Linked DNA regions of Macaca mulatta: region 2 is linked to region 1. A link is a contact called in public Hi-C data. All regions are on one chromosome and are shown on one strand. Each heading gives the region's core, a stretch centred on a gene start, on an enhancer-like site or on the middle of the called end of the contact. The rest is flanking DNA. Distances are from core to core; before and after follow the strand shown.

The links. A called contact is a pair of places that touch in the nucleus more often than the background predicts.
Region 2: a Hi-C map of fetal cortical plate shows a contact between it and region 1, with 1.6 times the contacts expected there. The contact joins two enhancer-like sites. A contact is called at or near these places in 3 of 14 Hi-C or Micro-C datasets (fetal cortical plate, fibroblasts and liver).

The regions. Positions count from the first base shown.
Region 1 is chr6:121,983,927-121,990,636 of T2T-MMU8v2.0, forward strand. It overlaps MCC (MCC regulator of WNT signaling pathway), which reads right to left. Exons shown (of 19, transcript XM_028849659.2): 15 at 509-743. Among named protein-coding and RNA genes, the nearest start is that of DCP2, 81 kb to the left of the region's middle. Within about 2 kb of position 4,410, at least 10 of the 40 cell types and tissues checked have an H3K27ac peak or open chromatin away from gene starts, as enhancers often do. A contact at or near this core is called in fetal cortical plate, where this site is marked.
Region 2 is chr6:122,243,136-122,250,028 of T2T-MMU8v2.0, forward strand. The region is part of intron 3 of MCC (MCC regulator of WNT signaling pathway); the gene reads right to left. Among named protein-coding and RNA genes, the nearest start is that of TSSK1B, 130 kb to the right of the region's middle. Within about 2 kb of position 4,771, at least 5 of the 40 cell types and tissues checked have an H3K27ac peak or open chromatin away from gene starts, as enhancers often do. A contact at or near this core is called in fetal cortical plate, where this site is marked.

The DNA.
Region 1 (6,710 bases), core at 3,160-5,659:
GCACTGTACACCTTCACTGGAGGGCACTATGGTCTGAGCAGGCTCAACATTGCACCAAAGGTACAGGATGTCAGGAAATCAGGGCTCTCGGCCAAACTCTACAACTGGACTCACCCTGTTCTCCCCCTGCCGGGAGTTAACACCAGCATCAGCAACCCAAGACATACTTCCAAGCATTCTTGAGATTAGGGGTCAATTTAGATGGACAGAGGCTCCACCCTGCAGAGGTCTGACCTGGCTTCTCTTAGATGAAGGGCTCCAAAGTTGGGCTGGGACACCCTGAGAAATCCCTTAGAATTCAACTCCCCTGTCCAGAAACACCCAGCCCAAGTGATCCCCAGACATAGTGAAACCAGCTCTGTCTACAAACAAGGATCTGGCTCTTCTCTGGGCAGAGGTGACTCAACAGGAGGGGTTGATTCCTCTTCATCTGCTGGACCTGCTTTCAGAGGTCGATTAGATTTCCTCCTGGTGGCAGCCTCGTGCACGGGACCCACCCACCACATACCTTCATGGCCATGAGTTCCTGCATCAGCACTGCGTTTTCCAGGTCCAGCCTCTGGCTGTCTCCCCGGGGCTTGACGTCATAGCTAAGAGGATCAATGTGGATGCTTTCCAGCTCCAGCATGGTCAGCTTGACCGCAGCCCTGTCATTCTTGAGCTGCTGGATATAATCCTTCAGCCTCTGCTCGTCTTCTTTAGTGAACTCAGTGTCGCAACTACTGGCTGTGGAGCTGGTTGTGCTGAGGAAGAAGAAAAAAAAAAGATCCACCACCCTGTGGTATTCCAAGTTATGGCGAATAGATCTTTTCTCCTCACTCTTCTCCAAATTCCCTCTCCCCACTGTTATTTACATGGTAATCCAAAAATAAGTATGCATCACAGCATAGGAAAATAACTTTATGAGAGAATTAAGTATGAAGAATAACAAATGTTTACACTCTTTGACACAACACTGTGGACTCTAGAAATGAATTTCTAAGGAATTAATTCCACAGAAGCAAAAAGATACACATACAAAGGAATGTAATCTAAAATACAGTTTAGTGAATTATCACACCTATCAAAAGGAGGGCAATCATGTGGACATTACAGCGATCATTGTAATATGTGAAATTAGAGTGATATTGACAATGGTGGTGATATTTTGAGGAAATAGGTTAAAAGATAATATATATGTAATAAAAAAGATATTCATGTGGTCAGAACTTAAAAAAGGGGTATTTAAGGCAACAGAAGTTGAAGCACAAAACACCTATGGTGTGATCCACAGATGCATGTCACACCCTCACACGTGCGTGCAGGTATCCCAGGCTGTGGCAGCTGTCCCTGCGGAACAGCACTGAAGGGGGCTGTTTTGCGGTGATTACTTCTGTTGTTTGCAACATGTACCATGAAAAACACAGGGGTGCACAACACAGCAATAATCACTTTGGGAGTGGGGTACCCCTAGGCCTCCACAGCATAGTCTGAGAATAGTGTCCACTATAGGGACTCCGGCTGGCCCAAGGGCCCTTGGCAGCCCAAGATGAATTGTGACCGGGCAGGGAGCCCCCAGTTGAACCCCAGGCCTGTGGTGGCCTGGGAACGTTTCTAGGGGACCAAACCATCGTGAAACGGGGAATGCCACTGGAAAACGGAGGCCACGGCTCTCAAGTGGGCTCTGGCCTTTTCCAGCAGTGGGCAGGCTGCTCCCGTGCCTCTGAATAAGGCCCACTCCACTCGGTCGAGGACTCTGAGGCCAGTGTGCACCAACAGCAGTTTCTCTGCACTTGCACTGGGCCTCCCTAGGCTTGACTTGTCCCTCATGGAACTGGTCTGAAGATGGCAGAGGAACAAGCAGAGGCCTACTGACCTCGCATCAAAACAGGCCAGGCTGTGTTGTCATGCCTGTTGCTACAGATTTGGAAAGTGAAGCTCACAGACATTAGTGGTCAGCCGAATCATGCGGCTGGAAAGAGGTGCAACTAGACTTGGGCGCAGCCTCATCCCACAGCCCTGTCCTTGTCCCCAGAATCCTGTAGTTAGAAGCTATGCCAGGGGCCAGGAGTGATCTCCACAGGCTGCCAGATGCCACAAATCCAGGTCTACACTCCTCGTCTCACACTGCAAAAGGGTAACAGCCAGGACCCCAACTCAGCAGGTGTAGTCCCCACAGCCTAGACGTGAGTGAGGGCAGGCCCATTCTTGTACATGGCACATTGCTACGAAAACAAGGCTTCCGGGGAGAGAAAAGCTGAAGAGAGATGGTGGCTGGAGCCTTGCTGTTCACAGAAGGAACAGGCTACCCTAGGGCTTGGGGTAGTCTTCAAGTCAGAGAACCCCTTCTAGGATGGGAAACCCCTGAGCAACAGAAACCCTTTGGGGCTGTGTCTCACTCCCTCTGTCCCATCAGGACGGGTGGGAAGTCCCTTGGAGATAAGGCGAGCAAGATCAGCCTGACCATTCAACACCACCTCTTCAGAGGCTGTGCCCGGTAAGTTTCCGTGTCAGCTGGGCTGGGCTCTGTGCACAGTTGCTTGGTCAACCACTAGGTTAGGCATTGCTGTGCAGGTGTTTGTTACATGTGATTACCATTAAAATCAAGACACTGCAGGGTGACTGTTTCCATGCGGTGAGAGAACCTCATCTAATCAGAGAGGCCTTAAGGGAAAAGAAAGATCCCCCAAGAGGGAAGAAATTCTTCCTCCAGATAGCTTTCAGACTCCAGACAGCTTTCAGACTCAAGACTGCAACATCAACTCTTCCCTGGGTCTCTAGCCGGAGCTGCAGACTTCAGATTTGCCAGCTCCATTATCAAATGGGCCAATTCCTTAAAATAAATCAGTGTTTGTGATTTACTAGATATCTATATCAAGAGATCGATCTTGATCTCTCTCTTTATATCTAGGTATAGATCTCTCCATATAGATCCATCTCCCATTGGTTCTGATTTATGTGCTATCTTTATGTGTGACCCAAGTGTCTTATATACTTGGAATATTCCCTGTCTTCTCATCTCTAAAATGAAGGTAATCATAGTATATGCTTCATAAAGTCAGGGTAAGGAATAAATGAGGTAAACTTAGAAGTGTTTGTAATAGCAAAGACATGGAATCAACCTAAATGCCCATCAGTGGTAGGCTGGATAAAGAAAATGTGGCACATATATACTATGAATACTATGTAGCCATAAAAAAAGAATGAGGTCATGTCATTTGCAGAAACATGAATGAAGCTGGAGGCCATTATCCTTAGCAAACTAATGTGGAAACGGAAAACCAAATACACATGTTCTTACTTATAAGTGGGAGCTAAATGATGAGAACACATGAACACATAGAAGGGAACAACAAACAATGGGCCTACTTGAGGGTACAGAATAGGAGGAAGGAGAGGACTGGAAAAAATAACAAATGTGTACTAGGCTTAATACCTGGGTGATAAAATAATCTATACAACAAACCTCCATGACATGAGTTTACTTGTGTAACAACCCTGCATATGTACCCCTGAACTTCAAAGTTAAAAAATATTAGAAGTGTTTAGAACAGTGCCCAGTGCATAGTAAGCACTCAATAAACACAGAAGCTATCATTCATCTGTTCAAGAAATATTGGAGTGCCAACTATGGGGTCCTGGAAAAATCCCTGCCCTCAAGGAACTCATATTCTAATAGAGGAGGCCGGGAAGTGAAATACACAGTCCATGAAAGGGTGAAAAATGAAGCAGGGAAGAGGTGTGGGGAGTGCAGAGTGAGCATGGGTTATTATTTGTGATTGAGCTGCAGGGAAGGCCTGCGTGATCCAGTGACATTAGGGTGGACCTAAGGGAGGCGCGAGAGGGAGCTGCGTGGATGTTTGCAGGACACAGTAAATGCAAAGGCTCTAGGCGGGGAGTGCAGCCAGCAGAACGAGATGGTGGCTGAAGCACAGTCAGGCAGGGGAGAGAAAGGAGGAGATGTGGTCAGAGATGGAGTGCGTGGGAGGGGCCAGGTGCCAGGTGATACAGCGTTTTATAAGGGCTGTGTTTTTCTCTAGGATTAGGATGGAGGCCATTGGGGGTTTTAACAGGGAGGGATGTGATCTGCCTTATTGTTATAACAGGATCCCTTCTGGCCTCTAGGGTGAGGAGAGATGCAGGTAGGCCAGGGCAGAGGCAGGGGTGCACCTCAGGAGCTACAGCAACAATTCCAGGGAGAGATGCTAGCAGCTTGCAGCAAGGTGGGAGCAGGGAAGGCAGGGAGAAGGATAAAAATGACTACTGATCATCAGCATTACGTTTTCTCAAGCTATATTTTAAAAAGGATGAGGGGGAGAAGCAGCAACATCCTGCAGCTGCAACATTTCACGGACTATTCCACAGTGAAACGAGGCAGCTCAAGGGAAATGCAAAGACAGCAAACCGCGCCCACAGCAGAGGGCACTGAGGAGCTGGGCTGTGCATCGCAGGACCATCCAAAGGACTCTCGGCATCTCAGCGAAGGCCTGTCTGCCTGCAACCGGCTCAGCGGCAGGCACGCCTTGCACAAAACCCCCAAGCAGAGCTCACGAGCTCACCTTCACAGATCGTCAACACTGATGTGGAGGGACAGGCATCTAATGTTCCATAGGCGAATGAATGACAAAATTAGAGCAAACTCAAGTACTGGCACTGTTTGCAAAGCATTCCACAGACAGGGCTGAGGGTGGAGATGTGCTCACAGCCTCGGCATGTTTAGACAGCGTGGCGCTGGCAGACAGCAGCGCTTCTCTTCCAGTTACTTGGGAGGTTTCAGGAATGAAATCCTTCCTTGTAAAGCTGGGACACAGGGCGTGGGGTTTACTTACACCTCTAGTCTTTCCTTTCATTAAAAATTATTTTGAAAAATTTCAAACCTGTAGAAAAACACAGAATAACTAACACCTGTGTGTTTACCACCCACGAGACATTGTGGTATATTTTCTTCAGACTACTTTTTGGGAAATATAAATTTATACCCAAAACACCTTTTGTAGACTTTCATTTAAAATAAAAATCACAAAATTCAAAGAGCAGTAAAAGCCAGCATTCTCTAATTACCCTGCAGGAACTGAAGTGATAATATTTTGGCAGATTTTCCATTTAGCAGGACTGGTCTACCCCAGCAGTTCTCCAAGAGGTGTCCTGGGCTAGCTGCACCAGCAGCACCTGGGGACTTGCTAGAAATGCACATTCTGGGGCCTGCTGTCAAGACCTCCAGAGTCATTGACTGGAATCTGAGGTCCAGCAATCTGTGTTTTCATATATCCTCTAGGCAGCTCTGATGCACGCTCAGATGTGAGAAGCACTGGTCTCCCCCTCAGGCTAAGGGGGCATTTGCTCAGTAGCCTGTGAGGTGACTGGATGTGCCCAGGTTTTCTAGGTAGAGGCGACGATGCTCCTGGCTGCCCTCGTTGCTGTCAGGGTCTACGAGCAGGTCTCTGATGTCAGTCAGATCTGGATAAATGTTCCTCCTCTGCCACTTACTTGCTTTATGGCCCAGAGTAAATTACCCAATGTTTCTGGGCTGCAGCAAATAGGAATACTAAGGGTTCCTGCCTCACTAAGTTGTGGAAAGGATACGGCAGGCCCTGAAGCAGGCAGCTGGTGCTGCCACACAGTACCTGTCCTGTGGGAGGAGGAGGGACGGGTGGCCACTTTCCTGATGGTTTTGCCAACAGTCCCACAACACCTAACACCCCCAACACCAGACTCAGAGATCCCCTAAGCTGTTGGCCGTCTGCAGGTCATCCAGAATCTCTCCATCCCAGGGAGAACAAAAGCCACCAGTGGTTGACTAGACTTGAGAAATCACCTAGCCCTGTTGGGGAACACGAACGCAGGCAGGCAGAGACTGCCAGGCGCTGCCACCCTTAGGGCCCGGAGCCTGGTCCATGGCAGGCAGGGAAGGCTTTTGTTTTACCCTCTTTGCTATGAGTATAGTTTTCAAAGAGAAAGGAAATAAGAAAAAAAAAATAACAAAAGATCTCAGCTCACAGATCTTAACCCTGTTGGAAGCACAGAGCTTTAAAATGCTTTTAGTGGATAAAGTTTAATTTCAAGATAAACCTCACAGCCCCTCTGGCTTCCCTCTCCCGCTTCCCAGGACAGCAGCGGGGAACAGATCAGGCGAGGTTAATTACAATTCTGCTTTGAGCTCTTAACGTTTCACTGCAGAATATGATTATGACAATGGTAGGGGAGGGGAAGCCACTGGCCTTTTCTCTGGCCTCACAGACAAAGGCGCTGGCGGTCTCCCGAGGGCCTGCTGCTAGCTGCTGGGCAAGGGTTAAGTCATCCATTAACTCTCCCGGCTTGGAATGCTGGATGATCTCAGTTGTCAAGGGGGAATCAATCACTTTCTGTGGCTGCATTATTCCTCTCCAGAACGGGAGACTGTCTGTGTTCTCTGAGAGTGACTGTGGGGGAAGGCTAATGACAAAAACCCTAGCCACACGTGTGTGCCTTGCTCTGGCTTCTCGAGGAGCTAGTCTAGGATGTGTGGGTTTCTCCTTTCCGTGATGCTCTGCTGGAGCTCCCGTCACGCTGGCTTTCCTCTGCATCTGTTCATTGCCAGCAGCTCTTCCAGCACACAGCATATGCAGCAGGCCTGTAGTCTGGTGGGAATGTGGGGCTGGCTGGTTTGGGACGGTTCAGGCTGACCCACTCTCCACCTACGCTGTCGACTATGGGAGATGCTGTTCAAACCAGCTACTGATGTCGAACATCCT
Region 2 (6,893 bases), core at 3,521-6,020, 260 kb after region 1:
GGAAGATAGACACACAAAAAAGAGACTTCCTTGTTAACCCAGAGAAATATGAGCAATGTGCTTTGAAAGTGTAGAGAAGGGGCCAGGCATGGTGGCTCATGCCTGTAATCTCAGCACTTTGGGTGGCCGAGGCGAGTGAATCACGAGGTCAGGAGTTCGTTACCAGCCTGGCCAACATGGTGAAACCCCATCTGTACTAAAAATACCAAAAAATTAGCTGGGCGTGGTGGTGTGCACCTGTAATCCTAGCTACTCGGGAGACTGAGGCAGGAGAATCACTTGAACCAGGGAGGCGGAGGTTCTAGTGACAGAGTGAAACTCTGTCTCCAGCCTAGTGACAGAGTGAAACTCTGTCTCAAAAAAAAAAAAAAAAAAAAAAAAAAAAAAAAAAAAAAACGTGTAGAGAAGGAACATCTGGTTCTGCGAGGGCCAAATAGCACTCACTGAAAGCAAAATGAGCTTGAGGAAATTATGGCTCCCATTCTGACCTGAGAGTTCCTGTCATATCTGATAGTGGTGGTTGAGGAGGAAGGAGGGTTGGAGATACAGTGGCAATGGGGAGCAAATAAGGAAAAGAGATCTGGGGCACTTTCTACTCTGGAAGTCCATCTCCTAATGCAGGAGTCACAGATCAGTATTGGCCTTCAGCTGTTTTCTTGGGTTCCTATTTACTAGGGATGTTCTTTGTGCATCATCTGGTGGAAGACTCCAGAGAGCCTGGAAAGATTCTTATATTTCTAAATAGATATTCCACATTCTCTCAAAGCTCCCAGGGAGACCTGTACAATACTCTGCCATTTTCTTTTTCTCTCTCTCTCTTTCTTTTTTTTTTAGACAGGGTCTTGCTCTATTGCCCAGGCAGGAGTGCAGTGGTGTGATCACAGCTTACTGCAGCCTTGGCTTCCTGGGCTCAAGTGATCCTCCCGTTTCAGCCTCCCGAGAAGCTGGGACCACAGATGCAGGCCACCATGCCAGGCTAGTTGCTATTTTTTGCAGAGACATGATCTCACTATGTTGCTCAGGTTGGTCTTAAACTCCTAGCCTTAAGCAATCCTCCTGCCTCCGCCTCCCAAAGTGCTAGGATTACAGGTGTGAGCCACTGCACTTGGCAGATATCTATAATTCTAAACAGATATTCCAGATTCTCTCAAAACTCCCAGGGAGGCCTGTATAAAAATCTGCCATTTTCTAGGCAAAATGATAGAATATAATTTAAAAATCATGGTGATTCATTTTGCCTTTAATTGGCCTTTTAAAATGATAGAATAGGCAAATAAGAGTGCATTTTTCTAATTACAGTTTGGATGGACTTGGGAGTGAAGGTTGGATGACTGTATCCTTCAGTTTTAAAGATTTTTATGGGAATTCTATTTCCCTGCAGATCCTGAGTTGTTCAAAATTAGAAAAGGGCATGTAAGTGCTGTTAGTGCCAGCAGCTTCACCTGAAAGAACTGTTTTTGCTCAACTCCACACAGCATGCAGCTGGATATTCTGAGTATTGCTAAGTGCTCATGGTGACATGGACCAAGAAAGTTTCAGGGGAACCGTGAACTCTCCACCTTTGGCCCCACTGGGTTTTTTTTTTTTTTTTTTTTTTTTTTTTTTTTTTTTTGAGATGGAGTCTTGTTCTGTTACCCAGACTGGAGTACAGTGGCGCAATCTTGACCTACTGCAACCTCTGCCTCCTGGGTTCAAGTGATTCTCCTGCCTCAGCTTCCTGAGTAGCTGGGACTATAGGCATGCACCACCATGCCCAGCTAATTTTTGTATTTTTAGTAGAGACAGGGTTTCACCATGTTGGCCAGGCTGGTCTCGAACTCCTGACCTCAGCTGACCCACCTGCCTCGACCTGCCAAAGTGCTGGGATTACAGGTGTGAGCCACCACACCTGGCCTCCATTGGGTCATAACATTCAGTTTGGGAAGTCAGTTCAAAAGTCTAGCAGGACTGGTCTTAGTGCTCTTCCAGGAGTTTTGCTCATTATCCTGGATTCTGGCCTTTGATTCTCATATTCTCTTGATTTGTAGAGTTAATCTGCCATTGAGCTTTGCTCTCCATCAGTAAATAAGAAACCGTTTTATGATGAAATACATTATACACTCTATTCACTATTCATGTTGTTTGCAAATAAAGTTTATGATCCTTACTATTGACTGAGGTGCTCTTAAGGTAAAGATTAGAAGATGTTAAATATAAATCCCAAATTTATCTCTGGTGCTCAATTGTTTTTATCCCTTCATGCCTGCTAGGAAATCCCCAAATTCATAACAGTATCCATGGCAGTGAGCTTTTCTTCAACAGCAGTTCCCAAAGGTACTGCCATTAGAACTTGAATATTCCATATATACTGAATACAGTTATGTATCTAGTGGGTGCTCAATAAATTATAGGTATCAGATTAAATCATAAAAAATTGCTTTTAATAGAACAAAAATAGAAGACATTGATGATTTTAAATAGTTCAACTTAATACTAAGTTCTGGTGCATACAGCCAATATAGAAAGTGAAGTTTGAATTATGTTAAGTAATTTCAGCAGCATCCAAAAGGGTCAAATGCCCTTTATGTGCTCCTTTTTAAAAAAAAAAATGACAGCAGGCCAGACACAGTGGCTCATATCTGTAATTCCAGCACTTCAGGAAGCTGAAGGAGGAGGATAGCTTGAGCCCAGGAGTTCAAGATCAGCCTGGGCAAGATGGCAAAACCCCATCTCCACAAAAAAAAAAAAAAAAAAAAAAATTAGCAAGGCATGGTGGTGTGCATCTGTAGTCCCAGCTACTCAAGAGGCTGAAGTGGGAGGAGCCTTGGGAAGTCGAGGCTGCAGTGAGCCATGATCAGCCGCGCTCCAGCCTGGCAACAGAGTGAGACCCTGTCTCAAAAAAAAAGACAGCAGAAGATTGGGATGATTGGGCCATTTCTTCTTTCGAAGTGCCCAAAACAAAGTAGACCTTCAAGAGATACAATATTGGCTGGGCGCAGTGGCTCACACCTGTAATTCCAGCACTCTGGGAGGCCGAGGTGGGCAGATCACGAGGTCAGGAGTTTGAGACCAGCCTGACCAACATGGTGAAACCCGGTCTCTACTGAAAATACAAAAATTACCTGGGCATAGTGGCATGCACCTGTAATCCCAGTTACTCAGGAGTCTGAGGCAGGAGAATCGCTTGAACCCAGGAGGCAGAGGTTGCAGTGAGCCGAGATCATGCCACTGCACTCCAGCCTGGGCAACAGAGAGAGACTCCATCTCAAAAAAAAAAAAAAGAGATATGTTATATTAAGTAGTCTAGTTATCGTAAGTCATATTCACAATTGAAAGGCTATAATTTGATAATATTGCTTAAGACCCTTTGTACTGCTAATTGAATTAAAATACCAGTAACAAATACCAAGAAAAAGGAGAGAAATAAGTTTGCAGGCCTCATCTGCTAGCACAGTCACTACCCACGTCTTGACGGAAATGAATTCTCGTAAGGGTTGAATATTCTCCGAGAGCTCATTTATATTTCTGTCATGATCCAATAAGTTCCAAGAGTGAGAGAAACTACATTTCACATAGCCCACATGAGCCCTGGCACATCTAATCTGCAATCTCTACCTTTAATTTATATCTGAAAAATGAATGAATGAACATCTACAGGGATATAAAAGTCAGGGTCACATAAACACAATGCGTGATTCTATTACACCTGATGCCCAGCTCTGAACAAATAAACTCTATTACATATGCTAGCTTTGTATCAAAGAGGGTAAACCAAACTGCTCCCCGCTGCCGGCAAGAGACATGCAAATCTGTCAAATAACAAAGCATTCAGCCCAACCCACTGACTTGATCGTATATGTTTATGTGTGTGTGTATTTTTAAAACCAAGTTTTAATTTTAATAGCATTCCTTTTTAATTTAAGCAAAGCAAAATGGAAATGACACTGAAACAGATGCAAAAGTATGGTGAAAAATGTCTACTTGGACAAAGCTATTTTAATGAAAGCAACACTATGCAGGCTTCCTGATTCCTTTTAGTTATTCAACCACCCAAATTAGATTCACTTCACTGGCTGTCTTCATCAGATTTCACAAAACTGGGGACTATCGAAAAGAAATAAAAGGTGAGGGTTTTCCTTAAAGTGGGATACCATGTTTTTAACACAAACATTCAGATTAAGTGAAAGAACTTGATTAAACCCACAATTCAAAATAATGATGAACTGAATGCTGGAACTCAGCTGCCTGACACACTTTAGCATATGAATTAAATTTTCTGTTCACTAACCCACTTAAAAAAACTATATTCAAACATCTCCTTTCAGGGAGTTGGCCATATGTGAAATGAACAGACTCTTGGGTCCACATGGGTCTTGGCTTGCAATTTCTGAGTTTGCTAGAAAAGTGAGTTTATTGCATTATATTACAATGGACACTAGTGGATATATTTGAGTATATGACACTATAAGAGCCATGCCTATTTAATCAAATGGGCCATCATTAAAATACATACAGGTGTACCAGCAGTTGTTTCATGAGTGATAATATCATAAAGGGATGTTTATGGCCAGGTGCTAAAGAAGGTACTTTAAATAAGGAGGTGAGTACATGTGATGATAGGGAAAGAGCTGTCATGATGTATGACATGGATCTTCCTAAGCACATTCACAATTCTGGAGCAAAATGTTTTCCATAAAACCTTCGTTCCACAAATAGAATTTAAAAATGGCATTGTAGCATATGGCCATGTAAATTGTAAATGCAATCCACATGTCTTCAACAATGCCAGTGTGGATGGGCTAATGAAGATGCAAATGGAAAAAGGTATACTACTAAGTTGGCTACTTCAGAACACCCAGATGGCCCAGAAATTCCAGACCATTTTGTGAATACCAAAAGGAAAAATGTGATCAGGATATAATTACAGCCTTCATAATTACAGTCTTACAGATTTAAGATTTCACATAGTTTAAATATCACAAGATGCAGAGGGAGACCTAAATGCTTTATGAATCATATAAGAAGGAAAAAAGGAAGCAAATCAATTATGAAGAGGTGGAGGTCAGATGATTTCCAATTATTGATATTGCACTGTAGGGAGATGGATTGAGTTTTGTGGTGGAGATTAGATATAACTAAGTCTTGATGAGTTCAGTTAGCTGGGGAGGAGCTACAGTTTGAGTACATTCATTTTTTAAAGCACTGTACTTTACACACATTGCATCACTGTTATTGCCATTTTGAGATGAAGACGACTAAAGCTCAGAGAGATGAAACAATTTCCCCAAAGTCACAAAGCTGGTAAGTGCCCAAACAGAGATGTGAATTCCAAGTCTAACTAACTCCAAAGCCTACATAAGGGCTAACTAAAGCAGTCTTTCATGTATCACCTTTACAACTTTTGCCAGACTGTGTACCATCTGGGCTGTAATCTACTTAACATGATTCTCTAAACTGATAGATTTATACATCAAAATGTTTATTTAAAATGGTACATATACATCATGGAATACTATGTGGCCATAAAAAAGAATGAGATTATGTCCTTTGCAGGGTCATGGTTGGAGCTGGAGGCCATTACCCTTAGCAAACTAACACAGGAACAGAAAACCAAATACCGCACATTCTTACTTATAAGTGGGAGCTAAGTGATGAGAACATATGAATACACAGAGGGCAACAACACACACTGGGGCCTATGAAAGGGTGGAGGGTGGGAGGAGGGAGAGGATCAGGAAAAACAACTCAGGGGTACTAGGCTTAATACCTGATGAAATAATCTGTACAACAAACTCCCATGACACAAGTTTGCCTATGTAACAAACCTGCATGTGTACCCCGGAACTTAAAATAAAAGTTAAAAAAAATGACAATTTTATAATGCTATTTTTTACTATTTTTTGTTGTTATTGCGGGAAGTAAGGGACCCCAAACAGAGGGACCAGCTGAAGCCATGGCAGAAGAACATAAATTGTGAAGATTTTGTGGATATTTATTAGTTTCCCAAATTAACACTTTTATAATTTCTTATGCCTGTCTTTACTGCAATCTCTGAACATAAATTGTGAAGATTTCATGGACATTTATGACTTCCCCAATCAATACTCTTGTAATTTCCTATGCCTGTCTTTAATTTCTTAATCCTGTCATCTTCGTAAGCTGAGGATGTGTGTCGCCTCAGGACCCTGTGATGATTGCATTAACTGTACAAATTGTTCATAAAGCATGTGTGTTTAAACAATATGAAATCTGGGCACCTTGAAAAAAGAACAGGATAACAGCAATGTTCAGGGTACAAGGGAGCTAACCATTAGGTCTGACTGCCATGTAGCCAGGCAGGACAGAACCATATTTCTCTTATTACCGAAAAGGGTAAGAGAAATATCACTGAATTCTTTCCCCAGTAAGGAATATTAATAATTAACAGCCCTGGGAAAATAATGCATTCCTGGGGGGGCCTCTAAAATGGCCACTCTGGGGGTGTCTGCCTTATGCAGTTGCAGATAAGGGATGAAACATGCCCAGGCCTACTGCAGTGCCCCCAGGCTTGCTAGGATAGGAAATTCCAGCCTGGCGAATTCTCGTCAAATGGGTTCTCTGCTCTTGAACCTTGTTAAGATGTTTATCAATGACAATGCATGCACAGTGGGACCTGGAACTTCATTAGTAATTCTAGTTTCACTCTGACCTTGTGATCTCGCCCTGACCTTCTGCCTTGTGATCTTTTGTTGCCCTTGAAGCATGTGATCTCTATGACCCAAACCCTATTTGTACACTCTCTCCCCTTTGAAAATTGCTAATAAAAACTTGCTGGTTTTGCGGCTCAGGGGCATCACGGAACCTGCTGACATGTGATGTCTCCCCCGGACACCCAGCTTTAAAATTTCTCTCTTTTGTACTCTTTCCCTTTATTT